Linked DNA regions of Mus musculus: region 2 is linked to region 1. The links are chromatin contacts, called in public promoter capture Hi-C maps. All regions are on one chromosome and are shown on one strand. The core of a region is the stretch at or near the end of the contact, and the rest is flanking DNA. Distances in the headings are between cores, read along the strand shown. Region 1 holds the start of Sema5a (sema domain, seven thrombospondin repeats (type 1 and type 1-like), transmembrane domain (TM) and short cytoplasmic domain, (semaphorin) 5A). Region 2 holds the start of Tspyl5 (testis-specific protein, Y-encoded-like 5).

Evidence for each region. Capture Hi-C pulls out chosen DNA fragments and counts their contacts.
Region 2: a contact with region 1 is called in a promoter capture Hi-C map of liver, with 4 times the contacts expected there. The contact joins the promoter of Tspyl5 here to the promoter of Sema5a in region 1. A contact is called at or near these places in 1 of 39 promoter capture datasets (liver), 1 of 115 datasets of contacts at active chromatin or transcription factors (astrocytes) and 1 of 9 other capture datasets (liver).

Annotation. Positions count from the first base shown.
Region 1 is chr15:32,243,365-32,246,064 of GRCm38.p6, reverse strand. It overlaps Sema5a (sema domain, seven thrombospondin repeats (type 1 and type 1-like), transmembrane domain (TM) and short cytoplasmic domain, (semaphorin) 5A), which reads right to left and starts at 1,252. Exons shown (of 23, transcript NM_009154.2): 1 at 766-1,252. It overlaps Snhg18 (small nucleolar RNA host gene 18), which reads left to right and starts at 1,403. Exons shown (of 2, transcript NR_038186.1): 1 at 1,403-1,683.
Region 2 is chr15:33,686,443-33,689,142 of GRCm38.p6, reverse strand. Tspyl5 (testis-specific protein, Y-encoded-like 5) reads left to right here and starts at 1,260. Exons shown (of 1, transcript NM_001085421.1): 1 at 1,260-2,700. The coding sequence starts at 1,346. The coding sequence ends at 2,566.

The DNA of each region.
Region 1 (2,700 bases), core at 3-2,502:
GCGGGAGGTGAGGGGTACCGGGACCGGGACCTACCCGCTCTGGGCCCAATTCCAAGGGCGATCGCCGGAGATCACTCCCCTCCAACAGTTCCTCGGAATATCCTGAGCACCGATCTTCTCCTGGCCCCAGACCGTGAACCCGGGTATGAAATGCGTGCGGCTGGGCTGCCCGCAGACGGGGGCTCTGCGATTGGAGCTCATCCTGCTGAAGCCCCAGGCTTCGCCATCCCTGCCTTAGTCTTCCTCAGCAAAACACCCTGGCGGAGTTGTGCCCTGGTCCCACTAACCCCAGATTTTCACGAACACCGCAGAGCCCCTGTGCAGAGAGCAGGAAAATAAATGTCCCCTAGTCCACCGTGCAGGGAGGTAGGCGATTCCGACCACCAATCCCGGTTCCAGATCCCACCAAGCAAGCCTGGCCTAGCGCGGATTACGCACACAGATCTCCACGGGTACCTGAAAGGTGCTGGCCGAGGTGCAGGCTTGCCCACTGACCGGTCGCACACCCGGACCTTCTCAATCCACGCTCGTATCCAGGGAAAGGCTAAGACACAAACTTCCAGCCCGTGCACTATCTCCACTGCGACCGCCCCCGCTTTGATGGTAGTCCTGCACGCGCCTCTGCCAGGTTGTCCCCACCCAGGTGTCTGCAGAGTGACCCTACCAGAGACTTACACCACCCGCAAATGGACCAGTGCCGAGTCCAGTTCACACGTGCAGGGTCTCAGCTATGACACTCAGGGACTCTGCGGGGAGAGAGCTCACCAGATGCCGGGCGCGTTCCTCCTGCTAGTCATCCAGCGCCCCGGGGCCCGGAGCTGCTCCAAGGGTCCTCTTCAGTGTACTACGAGGGAAGTCGAGGCAGCCGCCACCACTGCACCCCGCCACTTCTCCAGAGCTATCCTCCTCTCGCAGCGCGCCAGGCTGGGGACCAGCTAGTCTGCCGGAGTCTCCAGTTGTGCAGCTGAGTGGACAGGCTCGCGCCGAGAGAGGGCGACCGGTGAGGTGGCAAAGTTGGGTACCCTCTGCTTAGTAGCTGCGCGTGGGAACCAAGAACACCCCCAAAAAGGATTGCACGTGCCGGGACGCCCCCGCAGTGGGAAGGTGGGATACAGAGGTCGCCACAAGGCTGGGGCCACCGTCAGCCAAGGGCTGAGGAGCCCACCCGCGGCGGGAGCGCAGCGCGCGCGGGAGTGGGCACAGCGTGAGCAGCCGCTGCTGACGCCGCCTTCCTAGCGAGTAGACCAGCGCTGGGTGAGCGGGCCCAGAGCTCGGGGCGGGGAGCACAGGACCGCCTCGCCTCGCCCCGCCCCCGCCCCGCCCCCTCCGCCGCACCTCCCCTACTCCGCCCCTCCCGCGTGCAAACTGAGCGCCCCACCCACCCCTGACCTTCCCAGGCCCCTCCTCTAGCCCCGCCTCTTCCCGAGATGGGACCCCCAAACACTCCCCAGGGGGCTCTCTACACACCCCAGGAGTTCTATTTGTGCCACCAGAGTGCAAGCTCACCCAACTGGTGACTTTTTTCGAACTCCCTTCCTCGCCTGGAAGAGACCTTCTTTGGCTACCCGCCCCTTGCCCGGTGGCTCCTACGTGGCTACTTTGCAGGATGGGCTGTATAAAGGGCTGGAGGCAGTTCAACCCAAACCAGAGACGTGGCGTCTGCTAGGCCTGCCTAAGCTCCAGGTAAGTGCGTGCCCCCGGCGGATCGCGGGTGGGAAGAAAGTGGAAGTTTAAGATTCAGTTCTTCTGTGTCATCATAAGAAGACTGGGGTGTGCTTTGGGGGTGGTGAGGGGCCCGCCGCGGATTCTTACAGGCGAGCTGGGCCCAGCAAGGCTCTCAGTTCTTGAAAAGGATAGATCAGAGAAATGAATAAATCTGCCATCCAAGGAAATAGAGCAAGAGGTTCCCAAGTAGCCCTAATGGGAATTAGGAGAGGGTTACCTCATGGACAGAAACAGCTGGGCTAATTGGTACTCCGCAAGTATCTTGGGAGTTTACTGAGTGAGCATGGGGGCAAAAAGTTTATCTTGGAACGCAAAGTAAATGCCTTGGGAAGGCAGCTTTATTGACGCGTTGTTCAGTTCTCCTTCTAAGGAAGTGATCAACTCACCAAGTTCTAAACAACATACAAGGTTGTGAAGAGGGGAAATTACAGGATAAAGTCAGAAACCGTGGATCCCTGCCCCTACAGCCATGCTTGGCGATCCTTTTCCCTCAGGATAGGGTAAAGGAACGATGTCTTCAGGTTTTCCTCCCATATCGGGCCTTGTTGGTGGCCTCGGGTGCTTTTGCATAAGGAACCTCATCAATGAGTTTCTTAGCTGCAAGACCTAAGGATGTTCCCATTTGCCACAATCACATCCTGGTATTGGCAGGTTGCAAATGTGCCCTGGTAGGGGATAGGGGCGCCGGTGACAGTTCGGGGCCTCTGTGAGGGTTCCATGATGCTAAACAGGGACCGGGTAATAGCTGGAATGTGTCACCGCTCATCCAGGACCACAGAGATTCAAGAGGAGGTGAATAGAAGCACAAGTTGCCACCAATTTGTTGTGTCTGTCACCTTCAAATGAAAGAATTAGGCGAAACCATTTTTGAAAGAGTCCATTGGAGGCTATGTCAACCCCAGAGTGTGCTGTGTCTACAATTGTGGAGCCTGAAAAGTATGGCCCCAACGCAGATGTCTTCTAGGGCTTGTTTGG
Region 2 (2,700 bases), core at 11-2,510, 1.4 Mb before region 1:
CTTGTGCACCTTGAGCAAGCTTCCATATCCTGCCCAACGGCTAGGCTTACTTCTCTGTTTTTCACTGCAAGGGTGTTGTGGTGTTTGAACCTGGAAGATCCACTCAGAAAGTTTCTCTTCACATTTGTCATGCATTCCCTCAGTACTCATGGTGCTGTAGCCCTGCTATAGGATATGAGGTTTCTTTAGGAGTGCCAGACAGGTTTTCTGGCTGATTCTCTGTAGGCTATGAAAAATTTCTAGGGCTCCCTCCCTCACTACTCCTGTAAACCCTCTGTCTCAAAAATCTCACCTGGAAATCCTTCTCTACTCCTAGAATGGTATTTTTATTCTATGTGTGTCCTATCCCAATTACAGGAGCTTGGACTCAGGCCTGTTATTTCTGGCTCTGGACTGGGATTCACAGCGTTACTCTGTGTAGACCTGAGGCAGCTGGAGGATTTGTGCCTAGGCAAGGAGTTTGGAATTTGTTAACATGCTGAACAGCTTAGGAGTCACCATAGCCATTTGCAAAGGGCCAACAGATTATGGTAGCATGGTAACATAATTAGGCCAAGCCTTTTTCTCCTTCGCTGTATAGTCTCCAGAATGTTCCTTAGTATCCCTCTCCTCTCCACCTGCTCTTCCTCCTCCTCACTAAGGACTGAATCCTCCTCCTCACTAAGGACTGAATCCAGGACTTCCCACATGCTGAGTAACTGTTTTATCACTGAGATGTAACTAACACCAGCCCTCAGTTGCCATTTTATCAGGAAACTGGGAACAAGAATACCTCCTTCAAGAACAGAGATAATGTAAAATTAGTATTCAGTAAAATGCCTTGTATGTTACTTTTTTATTCTTTCTAAGTCATTTTACATAAATATTATGGTTCTGGCTTTCACATTCCCTAGAGTTGAATCGTTGGGACAAATCTTACAGTAGAATAATTATGTAATGAGACAGACATGCCGATGACCAATTAATTATGAGAGATGTCACAGAAAATAACAGAAGAGGAAAAATACTTAGAAAATTGATGGAGACGGTAGTGGGTGCCTTTACGATGTCACTGTAGGAGCAATGGCTCTGTCTTATGAACCCCTGGGGACACGCTTGCTATCAATGATAGGAGATGAGTCAGCAACACTACCAAGGCCAAGCACAGGTGGAAACTAACTTTCTAACTGCAAAATAAGACTAAGGGCGTGTAGCATGTGAGGGTGGGCTGGTACGCAGCCGCTGAGCGGAGCCAATCACTGGGTGCAGTGGGTCCTGCCGTGGTGACGTCACGGTTGCCATGGAGAGGCCAGCTTCGTAGAGACCCTGGGCTGGTAGCGGCTTTGAAACCTTGTTCTCTGGCACCATGAGCGGACGGAGTAGGGGTCGAAAGTCTTCCCGCGCCAAAGGCCGGGGCAAAGGCCGGGCCAGAGCCCGGGTCCGGGCCGCTGCGGAAGACGCCTGGCACGACGAAAAGCCACCACAGAGCCCGCGGCTCGGGGAGGACTCCGCGGCCGCGCAGGTGCAGGCCGGCGCAGCTCAAGGAGGCGCCGAACCAGCCGAGCTGCGGGAAGAGGCGGCCTGCCGCCTCCCGCTGGACTGCGGCCTGGCGTTGCGGGCTCGGGCTGCAGACGAGCGCGGGCTGGCGGCCCCTGATCCGGACCTGGAGAGGGCCCGTTCCCTCGCCGAGCGCCTGACCAGCGACACCAGCTTCGTGGGAACCGTGGGAGCCTTGGCGAAGCTGCGACGCGGCTCCCGCATTGGAAATCGGCGAGTCCCCGGGAGGAAGGCCCCAGATACTCGGAGCGCCACGGGGAGGGGACCTCAGGCCACAGTTAGTGGGAAGCCGAAGATGGCCTCTGCGGGGTTGTGCGCCGCTGCTCCAGTGGGGGAGGAAAAAAAGATGACAGAGAAGCATGCTGGGGCAGGGTCTCCCGCGACAGTGGGCAGCATGGATACCCTAGAGACGGTCCAGCTAAAGCTAGAGACCATGAATGCACAGGCTGACAGGGCATATCTCAGGCTTTCACGCAAGTTTGGCCAGTTGCGACTTCACCACTTAGAGCGCCGGAACCTCCTCATCCAGAGCATTCCGGGCTTCTGGGGGCAAGCTTTTCAGAACCATCCCCAGCTGTCAGCTTTTCTGAATACCAAAGATAAGGAGGTATTGAGCTATTTGAACAGACTGGAGGTGGAAGAACTTGGCCTTGCCAGGTTGGGCTACAAAATCAAGTTCTACTTTGGCCGAAACCCCTATTTCCAAAACAAGGTGCTCATTAAGGAATATGGCTGTGGTCCATCCGGTCAAGTGGTGTCTCGTTCAGCTCCAATCCAGTGGCTCCCAGGCCATGATCTACAATCCCTAAGCAAGGAAAACCCAGAAAACAATGGTAGCTTCTTTGGGTGGTTTTCAAATCACAGCTCTATTGAGTCTGACAAGATTGTTGAGATAATTAATGAGGACCTGTGGCCCAATCCTCTACAGTACTACCTGATCAGTGAAGAAGCCCGTGGAGAGAAAGGAAAGGAAGAAAGGCCAGGTCCAGCAAAACTGAGCCCTGCACCTGCAGTGAGGCAGCCCAACTGATCCGACACAGATCTCCCTACCACCTCTTGCTGGACCTGTTAGGCTGACCACGTGGGTTTGGTTGTCTGCCTTCTGTTCATACCATACATGGTAGCCACTTTGGACTTATCTTCAAGAATGTGACATTTGTGATA